2 separate regions of the Gossypium hirsutum genome follow, and region 1 is linked to region 2. Evidence: chromatin contacts called from public Hi-C data. All regions are on one chromosome and are shown on one strand. The core of a region is the stretch at or near the end of the contact, and the rest is flanking DNA. Distances in the headings are between cores, read along the strand shown.

What was found. A called contact is a pair of places that touch in the nucleus more often than the background predicts.
Region 1: a Hi-C map of petal shows a contact between it and region 2, with 3 times the contacts expected there. The contact joins the promoter of LOC107901346 here to the promoter of LOC107901349 in region 2. A contact is called at or near these places in 4 of 34 Hi-C or Micro-C datasets (callus, leaf and petal).

What each region holds. Positions count from the first base shown.
Region 1 is chrD06:7,799,082-7,803,538 of Gossypium_hirsutum_v2.1, reverse strand. LOC107901346 (protein S-acyltransferase 24) reads right to left here and starts at 2,012. Exons shown (of 13, transcript XM_016827302.2): 1 at 1,393-2,012; 2 at 739-879; 3 at 1-47. The coding sequence starts at 1,689.
Region 2 is chrD06:7,552,078-7,556,667 of Gossypium_hirsutum_v2.1, reverse strand. It overlaps LOC107901349 (ubiquitin-like domain-containing protein CIP73), which reads left to right and starts at 2,709. Exons shown (of 16, transcript XM_016827307.2): 1 at 2,709-2,939; 2 at 3,117-3,285; 3 at 3,734-3,851. The coding sequence starts at 3,163.

The sequences.
Region 1 (4,457 bases), core at 763-3,262, 250 kb before region 2:
TGATAGAGAAAAGAAGTCTGACCATATTGGGCAGCAACATGTGTAATCTGCATCAAATTACAAAACTAAGTATGCATCCATTTGGAAGTAGAATTAAAAGCAAGCAATATATCAATTTGGCTATTGTCATACAATTAAATTGTAAAACACAAATAGCATAAAGTTTTCAGTATTAATTAAGAAATAGAAACCAGCCTCATGTTCTACACTTCTAGCAAATTTCTTTTTTAAAAAAAGTGAAAAAAAAGAAAAAGTAACAACTATAAATAATTGCACATAATGTTAGATGATACCTAAAGGATAAAATTACAGGGACAAGGACTAGGGAAAATATAAGGGGATCTAGCATGTTAGCAACCCAGAGCAAACAAGAAAGCATGACATGCTATGCTTTTAGGCGTCCTTGAGGTCCCAGACAAATAAGAATATAAGTGAGTGAATATTGTCTCCAGCAAGTATATAAGGTTTAACCAAAATGCATAGCAAAAACATATCTTCTTTAAATTAAGCCTCAAAATATCAATATGATGTACTCGTTTTATTGAAACCACATACTGCTGAGTTCCCATGCAGATTGAAACCAACTTCAGCAGAGAAGAATGTCTAAAACAGCTAGCTTTGTTTTAACAATAATTTACATTGCTTTCATCGTCCCAAATCCATATTATGGGGAGCCATGCCAATTTCTTGAATAAGAAAGAATATAATACAGGGCACCGCATTGAAGAAAATGCTAACCTGGTAACCATAGATCTCAGCAGCATCAACACGAGCACCCTCTTGGAGTAAAACCTCAGCAACCTGTACTGCACCACGGACTGCACTCCAGTGCAAGGCTGTCTGTCCATTATGATCCACCGCATGCACATCTCCACCATGCTAGCATATCAAGACAACCCAAAATCTGCTCAATTAAACTGAATTTATCCAATGAAAACTTAGGGTGGGTTTGGAGGGTTTGGATAGGCGATTGGGTGCGGTGCGGTGCGTTGAGGTTACTTTTTGTCTCACACTACAGTATCGAATCTCACCGCCACCGCTATTTTTACACTCACAGATAAACGCACCGCCCATCCAAATTCACTCACAGTTAAATGCACCGCCCATCCAAATTCACCCTTAAACACATGTCATAACTAAAAATTAAAATTCAAACAACTTCAAAAGTCATTTCCATGACTCAAAAGCATGCATTCCCAAAAATGGAGCTCACTAAGCCCATTAAACCCCAATTCAATAAATGTTTAGAAAAAAAAATTCCATGAATTGGCTACCAAATAAAAACAGTTCAATAAATCCCAAACTCAAAATTTCAGAAACAAAACTCCCAACTTTGACAGGAAAGGCAATTCATTAAATCCATAAAAATAACCAAACAAAAATAAATAAAACCTCGATGATGTACTGAGCAGCTGCGGTTCTATTATTCAAAGCAGCCCACTGGAGGGCATAGTAACCAAGGCCATCAGGCTCGGAAAGAGAGCAACCCTCGGACTCAACCAACCTCTGAAGTTTCTCCAAATCCCCATAAGCAGCAGCGGTATAGACATCGTTCTTCAAGCTCTCATCATCAGCAACATCACCAACAACCCCATGATGCCCTCCCCCATATTCATTTCCATTCGCTACAGCGCCACTCAATTGCTTCAAAGGTACAGTCTCCTCCACCACCTCGATCTCCGACGACATATCTCAAAGACCCAACAATCGAGAAAGACCAATGATTTTTTTTCCTTTTTAATGATCTGGGGTTGACTTTGTTTTTCAATAATTCGGTTTCAAATAAAAATGTGGGGGGGCAGCATTTAGGGTATTTGGAGGGAAGAAGGAAGAGAGGAGATGGGATTGGAGGGTGTTTCGCTTTGGCGTCCGTGCCGGGTTGACTGATGATGCCGAAGCCAAGGCACAGGACAAGTGCCAAGGCCACTTTGCCTAAGCAATAACTCGTAGGAATTTTGAGAAGGTGTGTTGTCTTCCGGTTTAACAAAAAGAAATAAATGTAATTTGAAATATTTGCACAAAACCGACCAAAATATAATTCACATTCAAGATCGTCCAAAAACAAATCACTTAAATAGATGTCACAAAATCGAGTTTTAAACGAGTAGAAGATTTACCAATTTAACAATATGATAGTGTAAGTTTCTTAACGATCCACTTGACATATTCCGCAAGTAGACAATTTTACAGGGAAAAGAGAAACAAAGGAGTAAGCATTACATATGCTTAGTAAGTTCACAATTATTAAAACAACTTACCTCATTTTATGAATTTAAACAACAAGTTATTCAATTTGATGATTTTGTCTAAATTCGACAACCCTATATCAACAATGTGAGTTCATCCCGTAACCAATTCATATAATAATCTAAACATTTAGCATTTCAAATAATTTTAATACCAATCACATGAAAATCAACAACTCAATATCATTCACAACATTCCAATTCACAAATACAACTAAAAGTCTCAATAGTACACATGTATCAATGTATTCAAGCTTCAATTAATCAATCTAAAGGTTATATCGTATCATTTCATTTTGTTGTCAACAATACATCCAATTTCAATATAATGGCTGTCATTATTCCATTTTATTGTTCGAATTTTACATCAAATTCATAGATTTATCACATTTCCATATTGGCCCTTCGGCTCGTATATCCGATACGTATGAGCATTCAATACTATCGATATTCATATATACATCATTAATCAACTTTGTATTACCATATCAAAATTAGCAATTTAGCTTATATCTCACAAATCAAATATCACATTACTTTCTATTTCATATCTATTTATAATCTTAATTATCAAATAACACTTTTCATTTCAGATTTTCAATTTCATGATTGCGAGGACTCTATCATCATTGTTTCAATTATATTTATCCCGTTTTTACCATTTATTCCCCCTAATAACTCGACTCGAACTTGGACGGATACATGAATCTAACTAACACACTAGTTTGGCATCTAGTGCCTTATCGGATAAATCTTAAGTAAATAGTTTGCACCCAACGCTCATTAATAAGTTTGACACCCAATGTCTCATCAGTATAACCGAAGTAATTTGGCACACCATGCCTCATCGACTCTTAATCGATGTAACCCTGAATTCTTCCTATCGTATGGCATGCCAACTATATCTGACTCTACCCGGATAGTTAATAGGGTAACCATCTTCAATTTCCATTATAAGCCAATTTATCAATTCAATTATATATGATCAATAGTAATTCATCAAAACATATCAATATACCAACATAATTCTTCTCAATACAAAATCCATTTTGCATTTACATCAATATACAATAATCTCGAATCAATTCAATTTAGTCCTTACCGTAAACAATCGATCAATTTCACACTAGCACAATTCAATCAATTATAATCAATTATCAATTCATTTTTATTTCAGATATCAATTCATCATTTTAGTTTTAACCTTTAGCTTATCATTTTTCTATGTTTTAGTTCATAACTCACCCGTTGTACCAAATTGTGCACAATTCAAACTATTATCAAACAAATACAAAATCAAAAATCAAAAATCAAAAACCAAAAAATTAATTAAAATTATATTATGAGAACTTACCTAATCAAATCAGCAACAAAACAAGTCACTAAGGACTAAAAAGCAATTTTTGTCATTTCCCTAATTTTCTTCAATTTAGTCCAATTTTTGATCTATTTAATAGTTCAATTCAATTTATCAATTCCAAACATCTTATTTCATCATATTATAAGCATACATCAATTTAATTTTATTTTTTGAATGCCCCTAAAATTTTATATTTTATTTAATTTAGTCCCTAAAACCAAAACTATCATAATTTTCGCATTTAGGCACCATTTTTCATTTTGATTTCAATTTCATCCCCATACAACACTCTAAATTCAATAATTACAAAAATTTCATGACAAATTTTACATTATTATAATTCGGTCATTATACACAAAACTAACAAAATTTAGTTAACAAATTAGTCTTTAAACATATCTAAGCTTATAATCAAACTATTAAACATCAAAAACTTCAATTTTCGTCAATGAAAACTTTATAAATCTTTAATAGTTTTGAAAACAGAAATACAAGTTAACTAGACTTAGTTACAACGATATCAAAAACATAAAAAATTATTAAAAACGAAATTGGAAAAGCTTACCATGCAAGGTTACCAAGCTTGGCCAAACCTTGGCTGTTAAAAAATAGAGTTTTTTTTAGTGTTTTTGGTTTCTAATTCGATAGTGGAATAAAATGATGAGATATTTTGATGTTTTTATTTTTTTAACCTTTTGTTATTTATTTTTTTAACCTTAATCAACATATAATTAAATCTAAAATGCATATGTAAACTGTCCACAATTAATTAAAATGATTTAATTATCCCTTAGGTTCTTTAACAACGGTTAATTAAGCATTTGAGCTAATAACAATCAATGATGATTAAT
Region 2 (4,590 bases), core at 1,460-3,959:
GATGATAACCTATGGGCTAGGCACTTGGTGCCATGGCGTGTTCTCAGTTGGATTGGCTCGTTTGAGCTTTCTGGCATGTTTTGGGTGGATAACCATGTACTCGTATCTGTTATATCGTTCATCAGGAAAATTTCCAGCGATAGATGACTTATTACTGAATTGTGTAATGGATTGCATGATTTTTCGATATTATTGTGACTTGATATTGAATGATCTCATGTGATTGAATATATTATGCAAATCATATATGTAAATGTATAAAGTCACCTGTTGAATGATTGTCGTTGACAGTATTTATTGTTTGTTAATCTTGTTAATGTAATTGCTTTGTTTATATGGTAAGTTTTATCATTTTAACCATTGAACTTACTAAGCTCTATGGAAGCCTACTCATGTCACTTTTTCTTGTTTCTTTATAGATAACATTTTATGGAGTCGGGTGATCGGATCAAGCTGAAGATCACACTATCTATATATTTACCGGTAATTTTTGACATGTTCATATTTGGATCATATAGCATCTAATAGGTGTGTCTTGTGTATGATTGAGATACTTATTACAAGTGGTACATATTGTACTTGTGTGATGTCATTTAAGTTGGATTTTAGCTTACTTGTGTATATGCCTTTGGTTTTGGTTTGTACAGACTTTTATAAATGTCTTTGGTTATTTGGTACATGCCTCATGGGAGTGTTTGAAATATGGTAAATTAGGATGTGAATGGATTGATTGGATTGGTAGGTTTAGCATATGTTTAATGTATGGAATTGTGATATTTGAATGCAAGTTGTTTGGTTTGTAATGTGGATTTGGTTTGATAATTGAATTGTGGTGTCAATGAGGGTATATTGGTTAGGCACATAGGTTGAATGTGTTGGTATGTTTTGAGTATGTTTGAATGTGTTTTAAAGGTATGAAAATGATTATTTTTGGTTTGCCTTGGTACTTAAGGTTTGAGTGAAAAGTTTTGCCTTGTTTAGGAAGTGACTTAAGGTGTACACGGCTTGGGACATGAGCTGTCACACGACCGTGTACCACATATGGTTACACCACATGATCGTGTGTCATCTTGATTTTAAGTACAAGATTTTTCATATAACATCAAGCTGTTACACGGCCTAAAGACACAGCCTTGTGACCTTATTTTGAATACTCACACGCCTTGCGATACGACCGTGTGACATTATTTCAATTTGTACACAGGCTGTGACACAGTCATGTGGCCCAAATTTCGAATTGTACATGGCTTGGCCACACGACCATGTTTCTAAGCCACACGGTTTGGGCTCTATCACATGGTCGTGTGACCCCTATTTCCAAAATTTTTAAAATTTTTTCATATTTTTCTACTTTATTTCAAATTAGTCCCTGATTGTTTTCAAACTATTTTTAAAGTCTCGTAAGCTCAATTTAAGGCCTATAAGTGTGTATTTATGCTATGTTTAATATGTGGATTGAATATTGATATTTAAATTAATGTTTGAATGGTTTAATGATGTTATTTGAGTTTATATGTGTCATAATACTCCATAACCCAAATCCGGAGACAGAGATGGGTTAGGGGTGTTATAGGCACCAACTGTACTCTTGTGGCATCCCGTTGGATGCATCCCTCTAGATGTGGTTTATGCCAACCATCCCTTGTGACAACAACATAAAAGTTCTCAACATGGAAAATTCAGACACATTGGCCATCCCCACAAGGTTAGTGTAGTGGACATCGCCCCCTAAGGTTATCATAGTACTTCAATATTCGTACACCCAAATAAAGAAGGCATGCATTACTCTTCTTAAAAGGAATCGAAACCGAAAAACAAAGCAATTGGTTGGAAATCTGGTCGAAAAATAAACTAGAAGAAAACCGACAAAATCTCACTAGGTTCAATTCCTAGGAAAGATTGGAGGGGTTACAAACGATCCTGCTTAAAACCCAATCTTCTAGACAAAATTTTCCTCCCGTGTAATTTCGCAGAACATCAAAATTTAGAGACTAGAAAGAAGCTATTTTTCTTTTGTTGTGTTCTTTGAAAAATGAGGATAATAACCTCCTATTTATACAGTTTTCTAAAGGGTAAAATGGTAAAATAAAAGTGTTAGTTTTCAAGAATAATAGAGGATTTTTCTCAACAAACATATTTTGAAAATATTTTTTGTAACAGTTAGAGAATTTTCCGCAATCGAAAATATTCTTTTGCATTACCAACACTTTATGAATTTTTAAAGAATTTTTTTTATATTTTAGATCTTTTAATTTTTTTTCATAATTATAGATTAAAAATTTGAAAAAGTATCAAATTAAATATTTAACTATAGTTCATAAGTTAAATTAGATATTAACTATTGAATTAACTTAGCATGTCAAATTAGATATAAACTTTTAAGTTAACTTGTCATGTTCTTTTAAGACCATAATAACTATTAAGAGATGAATAAACAAAATATTATAATTCGATAACGTTTAGTGTATAAACTTTTATAGTTCAATCGAAAAAAAATAATCATAAATTGTTATTTTTATAATTTATCCTATATAAATAGATATTTAAGATAAATCAAATTGGTAAATTATATAATTAATTTTTTTATTTATTATAAAATTCATAATTTTGATTATTTAATTAAATATTTAAGATAATATAAATATAAATATAAATATAAATATAAATATAAATATAAATATAAATATAAATATAGGGTTCAGCTTTTATTACACCTTATTTTTTTGTTCATTTATTTCTCTTTCGTCTATCATCATCTTCCTCCTACCATCGTCCCTCTTCTCTCTCTCTCTCGTCTCTGCAAATCAGTTTTTTTTTTCCTTCTCTTCTCATCTCAGTTCTCACCCACCGCCGTGTCCGCTGGTTTCTGCCGGATCTGACCTGTATCCCGTGTCGGATCGTATCGACACGGGTACTGCACCCCAAATTGCCGAGTCCAGGTAACGAAGGTCATATGCTTGTTATTCATGGGGAAAGTAATGCGAAAATTTAGTAGCGCGATTGACTTTTGACGTGCTAATTTGTTTCTTTTATTTCTAATGAATGCTTAATCAGTACTTATGAAATTTTCTTTTGTTCAATTAAACATAAAACATTATTTTTTGCCTCCTTTGAAGGTTCATTGTTTTCCTCGATTACGGGTTTTTGTGTGGTCAGAGGAAAATGGGAAGCACCAGTGCTCATAAAGTCCCCAGTGATACAGAAATGGAAGGTTCTGAGGCCACGATAGAAATAAAAATAAAAACATTGGACTCTCAGACTTATACTTTGAGAGTGGATAAACAGGTAAGTTACTCTCAGTTTGTTTTGTCATGAATTAACCCAAGGTCTGATATTGTGCTGTTGTAAGATGTTGTTCAGTTCACCAATTACAATTGGTTAATGCATATTTACTTACAAGTTTTTCTGTCCAGCACCTTTTTTTTTTTAATATTTTGTGACAAATCTTGGACTTTGCATAGAATCTTTTCTTCATTTCTTGAAGAATTTGAATTGTTAATGTAAAAATGTTGTCTAATTTTGCTAGTAGCAGTTCACAAAAACTTTGATATGATAGCTTCCTATGGTTACCATGATTTTTCATGGGTAGTTGAGGTTTTCTAATCTTTAACCTTTTAACTTCCTTCTGATTGACTTGCCACTTATACTAGCATATTTGTTCTAAATTTTATACGGTTAATTCTTTAACCGTTGTGCTTTGCATTTTTGTTCATTGTCTCTGTATACTTTACAGATGCCAGTTCCTGCACTAAAAGAACAGATTGCTTCTGTAACTGGTGTGTTGTCAGAGCAACAACGGCTAATCTGTCGTGGAAAAGTTCTAAAAGATGATCAGCTCCTTTCTGCATATCGTATCCATTTTCTTTTCAATATTCATGCTGATTTGTAAAGTGGCTACCAGATTTTATTGATTTTCTCAGGTGTAAAGTTGTTCCATTGTATTTATTGCTGCTATTTTTTCTTTTGCAGCAAGTCCCTCTCATTGGGACCTAAAAGAAATTTTCCAAATGCTAGTTCACTTCAGCCTTACACAGATAAGGGGTGGAAGAAGTACTGAATAATATTCTATAGGGGGTGGAAGAATTCTGCCAAAGAGGAATTTGGTTTGGTTTTGGAGTCTGCTGATCTCCTGAAAGTATTAAAGACGCATTGTAACATCTCCGCTATCCTCTGAAAGTATTAAAGACACATTGTAACATCTTCACTAGATTAAGGTTTTTGAGATAGTCCTTCAGTTCGGTTTTGTTTTGGACTCCATTGATCTCTTTTAAGCATGACAAATTGCAGCATCATCACTAGATAAAGGTTCATGAGGAAGGGCTTCAGTTTAGTTTTGTTTTGGACTCCATTGATCCCTTGAAAGCATTAAAAGACAGATTGCAGCATCTTCACTAGATATAAATAAAGGTTGATGAGGGAGTGCAAAGAGGAGAAGTGAAGTTATAGAGTCATATGATGAGCTCATCATGTTCAACAAGAACTTATGAAGACATTTAGATCTTCTCCTAGTTGTGTTCTTGCGGGACTCAGCCTCATTAGAAAGTTTATGAAGGACAACTAAGTGAAGAAAGAGGTAGGTTTGAAGAAGAA